Regions from separate parts of the Zea mays genome. Here region 2 is linked to region 1. Evidence: chromatin contacts called from public Hi-C data. All regions are on one chromosome and are shown on one strand. Each heading gives the region's core, a stretch centred on a gene start, on an enhancer-like site or on the middle of the called end of the contact. The rest is flanking DNA. Distances are from core to core; before and after follow the strand shown.

Region 1 (4,811 bases), core at 718-3,217:
AAAGTTTTGGGTTATAAATTATAAGATGAGATTGGGCGAGTGACTTGCACGAGAAGAGTCTCGGTATAGTGTTCTGTCTGAGTCGTTTAAGGACCGAGCCGATGTAGGCTTGATGATCGAGTACCTTTTAACTGGACACATGGCTTGTCATGGGTAAGCTTTCCCTCGGTCGGACCAATACTAAAACAGCTCGCCCACACTAGGCATGGGAGATGGTGAGAGTAGCGTGTACCCTCCGTGGCAAAAGGCTGTATGGTGGAGTAACTGTGCTCTCGGGTAGTGGGAACCTGTTCTGGTCTTGAGAAACCTGGGTGCAAGTTGACATATGCAAGGGTTAATTGCTACATATGTCGTGTGGCCATAGATCCCCAGCTGGGTATTAATCGATTTGGATCGCCGTTACTTCTCGGATATGAAGACTTGGTCACTGACCTACACTGTAGTGACAAGTAAACTCAGGGTCTGATAAAAGATGGCTAGTGTAGGCCAAGTGCTTGATCTAGATTAGGAAAGATCTAGATTCAGGAAACTACTTAACTTGATAAGTAAAAAGAATTCGTAAGGACCAACTTTAGTAAGCTTTGTGCAAACTGAGTCATTGGTTCTTGCTAAACCTTACCTTGACTAAAGGCCAGCATATCTTTGAGAGTCTTTTCTTTGGTCGGGTAAGACTTGCGAAAGTACACTTCGTACTTAGGGTTTTCGAACCCATGTTGTTGTAGGTGAAGAGCCTACAGAATTTGTTGCTTCTGTTCCCATACCAATTATAATAAGATATCACAATTATAATAAATTCTATTGTGCAATCAAATGACATATTAATTCATTAAGTTAATCATACAAGAGTTCTGAGTCGCTCTTGACCATAAACACAGCTAATATATCAGTTTTACACTCTACAAAGATTGCACATCTTTACCCACAAGCTGTGATACCCATCTGCCACGTGGCCATGATTCACATACACCTCTACCGAGAAAGCGAGACAGAGTAGCACTACGAGGCCTTTCCAAAGTTCCACTAGAGAAGAGAACCCGCTGGCGATATAGGAATCCCTCGTCCGAAAAGCTAAAAAGACAATCCGACCCGAGGACCTCCCTACACCTGTACTCCTCCACCTTGCTTGTCCCGATTAACTCACACTAGTTTTTCTAATTACTTAGCCAAGTGCTACCACAAAGGTGGAATGCACATCATCATTTATCTACGAAGTGCTAATCTACGCCATTGTATATCATAGAATTTTTATAGTCTAGAGGACCCATCATGATCAATTCGCCTGAGGGCCTACCGAGGCTGAGGGAATGCAGCATCCAAAGCCGCCCTAAAGGGAATTAAATCCTCTCTTATTCAAATTTAAATAAAAAAATATTTAATCTCTTTAATCCATCTCAATCCACGTCAAACCCAACAAAGCCTAAGCAGGCTGCTAGTGCTTAGGACGAGGGCAGTCGACAGAGCCAAGGGAGAGCGTGGGCCATGGAGCGCCTTTTGGGCTTGTTCGGTTAGGCCAATCCAGAGAGAGATTGGAAGGGTTTAAATCCCCTCTAGTCATCATTGGAGGGGTTTAAATCTCCTCTTAGTCAAAATGACTAGAAGGGGATTTAAATCCTCCCCTCTGGATTGGTGTAACCGAACACACCCTTAGGGGATCTGACAAAAGTCGGAGTGTGATGGTAATGGTGCTGTTGACTGAGCAGGCAGCTGATTGGTAGTGTTCCCATACGATGATCCAACCTTTTTATCAATGCACGGTACCGTTGACTAAGCAGCCACCTGATCCAATGCCCATACGAGTACAATTACAACGCGATTGAGGAAGCCTCCGTTAGGCTTAGGCACAACACAAGCAGGGAATAGTCACGGGTGCTGCTTCCTCTCCCATTTCCCTTCTCTCCTGCCCGTGCCGGCAGCAGTGCCATCCCGCTCCCTCCTCTCCGCAACCTGCCTAGAGGAGGATGACCTGCTGCCTCGCGGCCCATGCGGCCTCACGCCGTCCAGTTCAGGATCTCCGTTGCTGCTAGCGTCCTCGGCCCAAGCGCTGTCCTCGTCGGCAGCGCGCTCGCGAGGCTGCAGAATCGTTGGAAGGTTGGCCCCCGAGAACGTCCTTGACCCGGCGAGCATGACGGTAGGGCCCGGCCCGGCCGGTGCGGGCGCCTGGGCAGAGCCCCCCTCCTGGCCTCGGCTGCTCGAAGACCTCAGGCTCCCCGCCTCCTGCTGTGCTCTGCCTCCACCATCCCTTTCGCGGTACCTCTCCCTGGAGCGGCTGCAGAACGAGCAAGTAAACGCAGCGTGTGAATAGAGCACGGCCAAAGTAATACATACGGTCTCTAACCATACTACACAGACTACACCTGTTGGGATTGGCAGAGAACTCACGCCTTGATGACCGCCCCAACTCGACTTGCTCCAGTTCGCGTTGAAGCTCTCTCTAAAGATGGAAACAGTCACAAAACAATGATACTTTGAGTCACTGAGGACATGGACATACTATGCACGCACAGGTTCCACAAATCATAGCACAAGCAAGAGAATCTGTGCATAATAATAATAATAACAATAACAACAATAAACACATACGTCATAAATAAGAAAGTGACTCAAACTTCCAATGCTGTTTCACAGGAAAAGACACTTGAAATAGCTTTCTAACTAGCGCTACCACTATGTTTCTTTTAGTAATGGATGTACGGAGGATTTATTGCAAAACGGTATATGTTCCAAAACTAACAGATTATGACAATTTGAAAGAATAAATTGCCTTGTACCTGAGTTTGTTTCTCTTTTTCCAAATCAATGTTGAATTGCAGTTCCCTAGACTTTGCACGCTCAATATCCAGTTGACGCTGCCTTTCTACTTCACGTTCCATCTCGAGAGCTCTTTCCCTACAAAGACATACAAACAAAAGAAATAGGGATAAACAACTCTATTGTCTCTCTTTTTTTTCTCGAATACGCTGTGTATCATTATATTAAGAAGGAGAAACCTGTCGAGCTCTTGCATAAGCTCCGTTTCCCTGGAGCGTGTCTCTTCTAGGTACTTTTCACGGGCATGTCTTAGAAGCAGCTTCTTTTGTCTGCGCGCTGTAATTTCCTCTTTCAGCCTAGACCTTTCCCTGTCAAATTACAACATACCAAATGAATATTAACAGTTCAATATGCTTCTAAAATCTAAAGTAAACTGTTTTGATAACATGGATATCTTGGATCGACATAGCAGTCAATACAACAGCAAACTTGCTACTGTAAGAATTTCGTAAAAAAATGAACAACGGTAAATTTGAAGGACCGTGCAATAGGTAAACTTACAGGGACCGAATATTTTCCCGGATTTGCTGGAGCCGTTTATTAACCTCACTACCATCACGGTCATCTGTAAACAAAATTGCATAAGACATGTAAATAGCAATATGTAGCATTAACGAGAACCCTGCATGTAATTGAGCTTACATGATGGCATGGCAAGCACCATCGTATCATTGGTATGCTCAACAAAGTTAGGAACTGACTTCTCTTTTTCAATAAGCTCCAATTCAATCTCAGCTTCTTCAAGTTCCTTGGTGACAAATTTAATCAAGTGTTAGGACTCTGAATAAGATATCCAAAACATGATGCCAGAAAGGAAAGGCTGTTGCACTGCTCACCTCATGTTCTTGTGCAGATCTGGCTGCGAAGAACTCAAAGTATGCTTCAATAGAACTCAAAGAGGACATCACCTATCAAGATGAGTATAGCAAATTTATATAGATCAGTACTAATTAAAGCATAAAATTAGCACCATATGACTTCAGTAACTTTCTTTTTTTCCTGGAACGATACAGGAGAGCTGCATTGCCATTTCATTAAGCATACAAGAAAAAATATCAATTTGAACAAAGATACAAGCATGTCAGTGTTTCCTTATGCTAGAAAGAATTTTCTTTAAAGAAAGATGAACAAAAAGTTCCAAACACTAACAATTGTGGGGGCACACTTAGTCTAAGTGCAGTTATTACAAAGATTGAAACTGTCAGCAAAATATAAAATGAGTCTTATATGCAGGCACGATCAACAATGAGAATATAAATCAAGTAATGAACTGAAACAGATAACCGTGCAATAAAGTAGAAATAGAAGCGACAATACAGATGGAGAAGACCAAAAATAATAATAATCATTCAAAACACTGACCTGAAGGATTGATTCACGGATGCTCTTGAAATCAGGGCTGACTGGTTGACTATTACATCCAGAAAGAACTTTTGCAACCTAATGGAAGAGATTTGAAGTCGGTACTTGGTAAACATGTTACAGTACATAAGTACCGGAGAGGGGGTGGGAAGGGGCAGTACAGTTGTAGCATCTGATTCACTTTTTAGTTGGCACAGAGCTAGGCAGAGATCTTTCTCCATATATCCAAAACCTCCTAGTACATAACAAGAAAAAAAATAGCTTGAACAAGCAGGACATCGTATAGGTAATACAATGAAATTTATATATGCTGCCTCAGAAATCTGAATATTCAATTATCACAGATTTTACCAGTTGATGTTTGCATGTTTTCCAACTTCTGCCAAACACATTCAGGTATCAAAGCGATATCTTCAGGATTAGAATAAAGACATGCCTTAGAAAACAACAGCAAAGACATTCGTGTAAAATAGCCCTCTTCAATTACACCAGAAAGTTGTCCCAAACCAGTCAGGATACCGTTACTGGATGAAAGGAAGGACTGCAGGTGCTTCCTATCAACAAAAGGCACATATTCAGTAAGCAATGCCATTGCATGATTCCTTAATAGCATAGAAGAGTCATGGAGAGCCAATGCTGCT
Region 2 (4,811 bases), core at 958-3,457, 520 kb before region 1:
CTTTTTTATAAGTTTGAGTTTATGTGACTTACTTTAGAAACTTGAGCTCACAAACTTTCTCTTATTTGGTCTCTGTATGGTGGAATTATGTCATTCTATAATCTCTGTTCGTTCAGTCAGTCGTTGTGAACTCTATTATAATCGCTCACTTCATTGGTCGTGTTGTATCAAGACATATTGGATAGAGTAAACAATAATATCAGTTAGCCAAATCAAAAAAATATTATACAGAGAGCGGAGACAATCAATAAAAAATCTTAAATTTTTTTGGTGAATAGTTTACGTAGTTATTGTTGTAAGCCATCGCAACGCACGAGCAACCGACTATTATTTATTAACACATGTGTAACCTTATTTACTTAGAGTTTGTTCGTTTCATCCTTAACCCATTTAGATCGGGTGATATTAAGTCGATTTAAATATATATTAAGTCAAAATATATCCTAATACATTTCAATATGAATCCCGTAGAATTAGTGAAGAAGACCTTAAATATATTTTAGGCACTGTCGTAGAATATTCTCCACTCTTCGGTTCAAAATAAAACAACGCATCCGGTGCCTACGCTAGCCCCGCTACATATTCGTCCCTTTTGTTTTTTCAGCTCAGTAGACCTTGCGTGCGGGTTTGTCTCTGTTGTAAACTTTGATTTAGCTGATAATAACATAATCCTATTAATACGGAATGCATATGTCATGCTACTCTATTTTACTATTTTACTTTATAGATTAAGTTATACCTAAATTTCCTACTAAATTCAACATGCGACTCCGTAGAAGGTTAAAAGAAATACTTTGGGCGTCTCTAGCTGCTTATAAAAAATAATAATTGAAAAAAAGTTAAGGTACATATAAACAACATTTTTATGTTAGATGCTACTACCTCCGTTGGTTTGTATATGTCGCTGGTAGTTCAATTTTGAACTGAATAGTGTCATATAAAAAACTCGGAGAGAGTATTTCATAAAGTGCATGGGTACACAAATCTTGCAATAGACATTACGAGAATGTATGCATACAGCCGATACGAATTCTAACGTATTACCTCCCATCCCAAGATAAACATATTATCAGTATTAGATAGCAATTATTGCACATCCTACACATTATCTGGAATCAAATATAAAAAAAAGTCTTAGCGACAATGTATATAATTAATATTCTTACACAGATTTGACCTCTCATATTGATTATATTTTAAACTCTATTTAATCTATAGTATAAGGCCCTGTTTAAATACAATAGTTAGCTGTAGACATTTAAACATATGAGGTAGTAGTTCAGCTATTAGATTTAGCATGAGGCATCTAAATACCACAACTAATAATCTAGCTAACTATTAACTACTTATTTAACTATAAAAAATGGAATTTAATCACTTTCTAGTTATTGAATTCTAAATAATTTATTTTTGGAATTTATTTATTAGAAAAGGTTTCATTTCTAGGTAGGGTGTTAGTTTTTTAGCTAGTTTAACTCAGCTAAATTTAACTAATAATTAGTCACCTATTTGTTAGTCTAGGGGGTGTTTGAACGACAGTCTTGTCTTTATAGATGTGCTTATGAGTACAAGCTTTAGGGCCTGTTTGTTTACCCCCATGGATTATATAATCTGGATTATTTTTGGAGGATTATATAATCTGGATTATATAATCTGGATTATATAATCTGAGTAGTCCTGTTTGTTTACCCAGATTATTTGAGTTGTTAATAGGATTCTTTTGTATGAGGAAGACAAGAATACCCTCTATATTTGTACTAGGTTGAAACTCATATATGAAAAAAAATAATTCAATTGACATTGGCAAATATTGCATTAGCAATATTATCACGGAAGGCATTCATGTCACCTTCTTCATCTCCAAATTGACTAGTACTAGGCGCAAAAACGATTAGGTGGATTATAATGACAATGGTGGGTAATTTCTAGGAAACTTGAAAGGGTAGTGGGGAAGTGGGAAAAAAATAATCTGAAATAAGCACCTCCTCACTTGCTTATGGATTATCATAATCCAAGGGGTTAGATTATATAATCTGGGCAAATAAGCTGGACTGTTTGTTTGCCTCTTAGGATTATTTAATTCAGATTATATAATCTGGGCGGTAAACAAACAGGCCCTTACTGTTTTTTTATTGTAATGGCAAGAGTAGCAAATATCTCATGCCCAAGTTCCCAACTGCCCACTACCTCTCGTTCCCGTCTCCTTCCTCTATTCGTGTTGTCCGTTCGCTGCCGCCGTCGCCTGGTTCGCATCGCATACAGCGCCTCAGTCCAGATCGATCCTCCCTCTTCCCAGATCGGGTCTAGTTGGACGGCAGCAGCCGCCGCCGCGGCATCTGTCATATTCACGCCGCGTGTGCTCTCTCTTTCTGTCTCCCTCTCTATCTGCGACGACTGGGTGTGATACCGCAGCCGCCGCCCTACGCTGGGTTCCCGAGCCTTCGCCGATCTCTTCTCCGGCGAAGAGCGCCCACCAGGTATTTCCACACCCCTTCCCTTCCACGTCCGCTGTGCGAAACTCTAACCTCAAGCTATTTAGCTATTCGATGCCTACCAACTTCTAACTTTTTGCAAACTTTTTTGGATGCCTTTACTAGATCCGCCGCGCATCGATGTCTCCTTTGGCTCTTCTCCAAGCTCTCATCTTCATCCTGTGCTGCTCGCCTCTGGCTTCTGCTTCGTCGTCGGAGCTAACCCTTGCAGGAGCTGCTTGTGGAGATGATCAGCTTGTCATCTTCGATGCTTCTGATGGCCTCCTTAACCTGTCGGTCAATGGGGTTCTGATGCAAGATCGCGTTTTTGCCTGCCAGAAGCTCGGCTTCTACTTTGGCAGTGGATGCCTCCGCTGCAGCAACCTTTCAGATGCGTGGAGGAGTGCCGTAAAGCAGTACTGTGGTGAAGGGAGCGAAAAGAGCCATGGTATGTTGGTTCTTATTTGCTCCTAGTTGCTAAATCAGATAAGGATTGGACAATTGTTGCTGCGCTGTAGGACAATAACAGTTCAAATTGGTGTTCATACCTGCATCAGTTACTTGACTTATTTCATACATCTATCTATATCTATATCTATATACCTAATATTGAAGAGCCAAAATTTCTGCTCATTGTTTTGTCCGTCTTCCCATAACTAATTTCATGAATGTGGAAACTGTCACTGGTATGTGTCTATGGCTCCTGTTTTATTATATGACATAGGCACGACTTGGACACAGATCCTTAAAGTAACTTAAGATAGCTAGAATCCCAATCCAAATAGATCGCTCTGATCCTGAGTAAGCTGAATCCAAGTAGAAAAAGATTGAAGTAGAAAATAGATGAATCTACCTATTAGCGTCTAAATTATGTATGACTTAGACACATGTTCTTAAAAGCTAGGACTTCTAATTTAAATAGATTCATCTGATCCTAAGTAAACTGAATCCTAATCCTAATCCAAATAGAAAAAGATATAGAAGTAAAATTAGGCAAAGTCTTACTCCAATATTTTATGTCCCTTCTATATTTTTTTTGTTTAATGCAAGTAATACCTTTTGTTTCCCGAGCTATCCTAAACTCCGAATCGGTGCAGCACATCGTGTTGGATTCCACGACACGGAAATGAAGCTCCAAAATTATTGGCTTGCAAATCCAGACAATAGTATAAATATATTTGTTCTTTTATCGTCGAGTCTCGGAGCCATGGTACTGTGTCCGTTTCTTTTAATTTCACGCGTTTAGTTTCTGCTTTTTTCCATGATCCATTCAAGGCATTGGTATTGCGTCATTTTTTCACGTATGTTTCCGAACATTGACTCCGTGTCTTTTTAAATCTTTGAACTCTTAAGCCCTATCTAAAAAGAAGAGATATCCACCGCCAAGATGCTATTGCAACTTTAGTTAGAAACAGAATTTATGTTATTGTAACTAGTTCAGCTGTTGGTCTGACTAATCAAACTGTAAACTGGAATCTTATAACTGGTTCGATTTAGTTCTGAAATTTTGACCAGTTTGTTGTCCAATTTGGTATAAATAAATTTGTCTCTAAATTGTATGTATGTATCAATGCAATCCCAGATGAGGATTACCATGTGGAAAATTGAGGGAGGTCTACCATCGTAATCATCAGTGGAAAAACGAGCCCTTGATTATGGGTCCCTGAAGGAAGTCATGGATGATAATTAACTATATCTATGTGTAAATAGTATGAAAATATTTCTATGTTTTGTAATAGAAAAAAATCTATCAAGAATATACTTTACATTTGGTACAGACTTAATAAGGTATTGTCATGTTATTACCAACAATAGCGTATAATGGATGACATGGTCATCACAAAAAAAATTGTAGCTTTTAAATTTTATGGAGGGGTAAAACATAAATAGATACTTCCTCGGTCCGTATCAGATGTTTTAGAATCTCTCATGGAAATCAAAACTGAAGCCAAAAGACCAAAATACCCCTCAAAGAGTAGAGATAGAGATATCTTGGGAAAAAAGATAAATGTGTATTAGGGTTTAGGGAAATGTGAAGTGAGAATTTTGGGATAAAATTTCAATGCTACAAGATCGTCTATTTCTTTTTTCTCGAACTGTGTATTAAGAGAAAAAGGGGGTCCAGTATAGAATTTCGCCCCCTTCCGGACCAAGCAGAGAGGGCTGCCAAAACAAAAACAACTGAGACTAACTAAACAGACAGTATGGGTACAACCTGACCAACACTCAGAAAACCACTAACTAATATGATCTATTTTGGGACAGAGGAAGTATGTTATCATCCCTGTTGTCGTTCTCCATTAGTGTTTGATTGTTTTTTTCTCCCATTGCAACACACTG

The links. A called contact is a pair of places that touch in the nucleus more often than the background predicts.
Region 2: a contact with region 1 is called in a Hi-C map of leaf mesophyll, with 3 times the contacts expected there. The contact joins the promoter of LOC100304222 here to the enhancer-like site in region 1. A contact is called at or near these places in 2 of 25 Hi-C or Micro-C datasets (leaf and leaf mesophyll).

What each region holds. Positions count from the first base shown.
Region 1 is chr1:108,948,392-108,953,202 of Zm-B73-REFERENCE-NAM-5.0, reverse strand. It overlaps LOC100272722, which reads right to left. Exons shown (of 24, transcript NM_001360107.1): 15 at 4,522-4,811; 16 at 4,332-4,405; 17 at 4,171-4,248; 18 at 3,645-3,716; 19 at 3,451-3,556; 20 at 3,310-3,373; 21 at 2,988-3,116; 22 at 2,769-2,886; 23 at 2,355-2,431; 24 at 1,673-2,266. The coding sequence ends at 1,861. Among protein-coding and RNA genes, the nearest start is that of LOC103644846, 17 kb to the left of the region's middle. Within about 2 kb of position 1,967, at least 19 of the 20 cell types and tissues checked have an H3K27ac peak or open chromatin away from gene starts, as enhancers often do. A contact at or near this core is called in leaf and leaf mesophyll, where this site is marked.
Region 2 is chr1:109,467,748-109,472,558 of Zm-B73-REFERENCE-NAM-5.0, reverse strand. It overlaps LOC100304222 (Calmodulin-binding receptor-like cytoplasmic kinase 3), which reads left to right and starts at 2,207. Exons shown (of 8, transcript NM_001328350.1): 1 at 2,207-2,477; 2 at 2,598-2,919. The coding sequence starts at 2,613.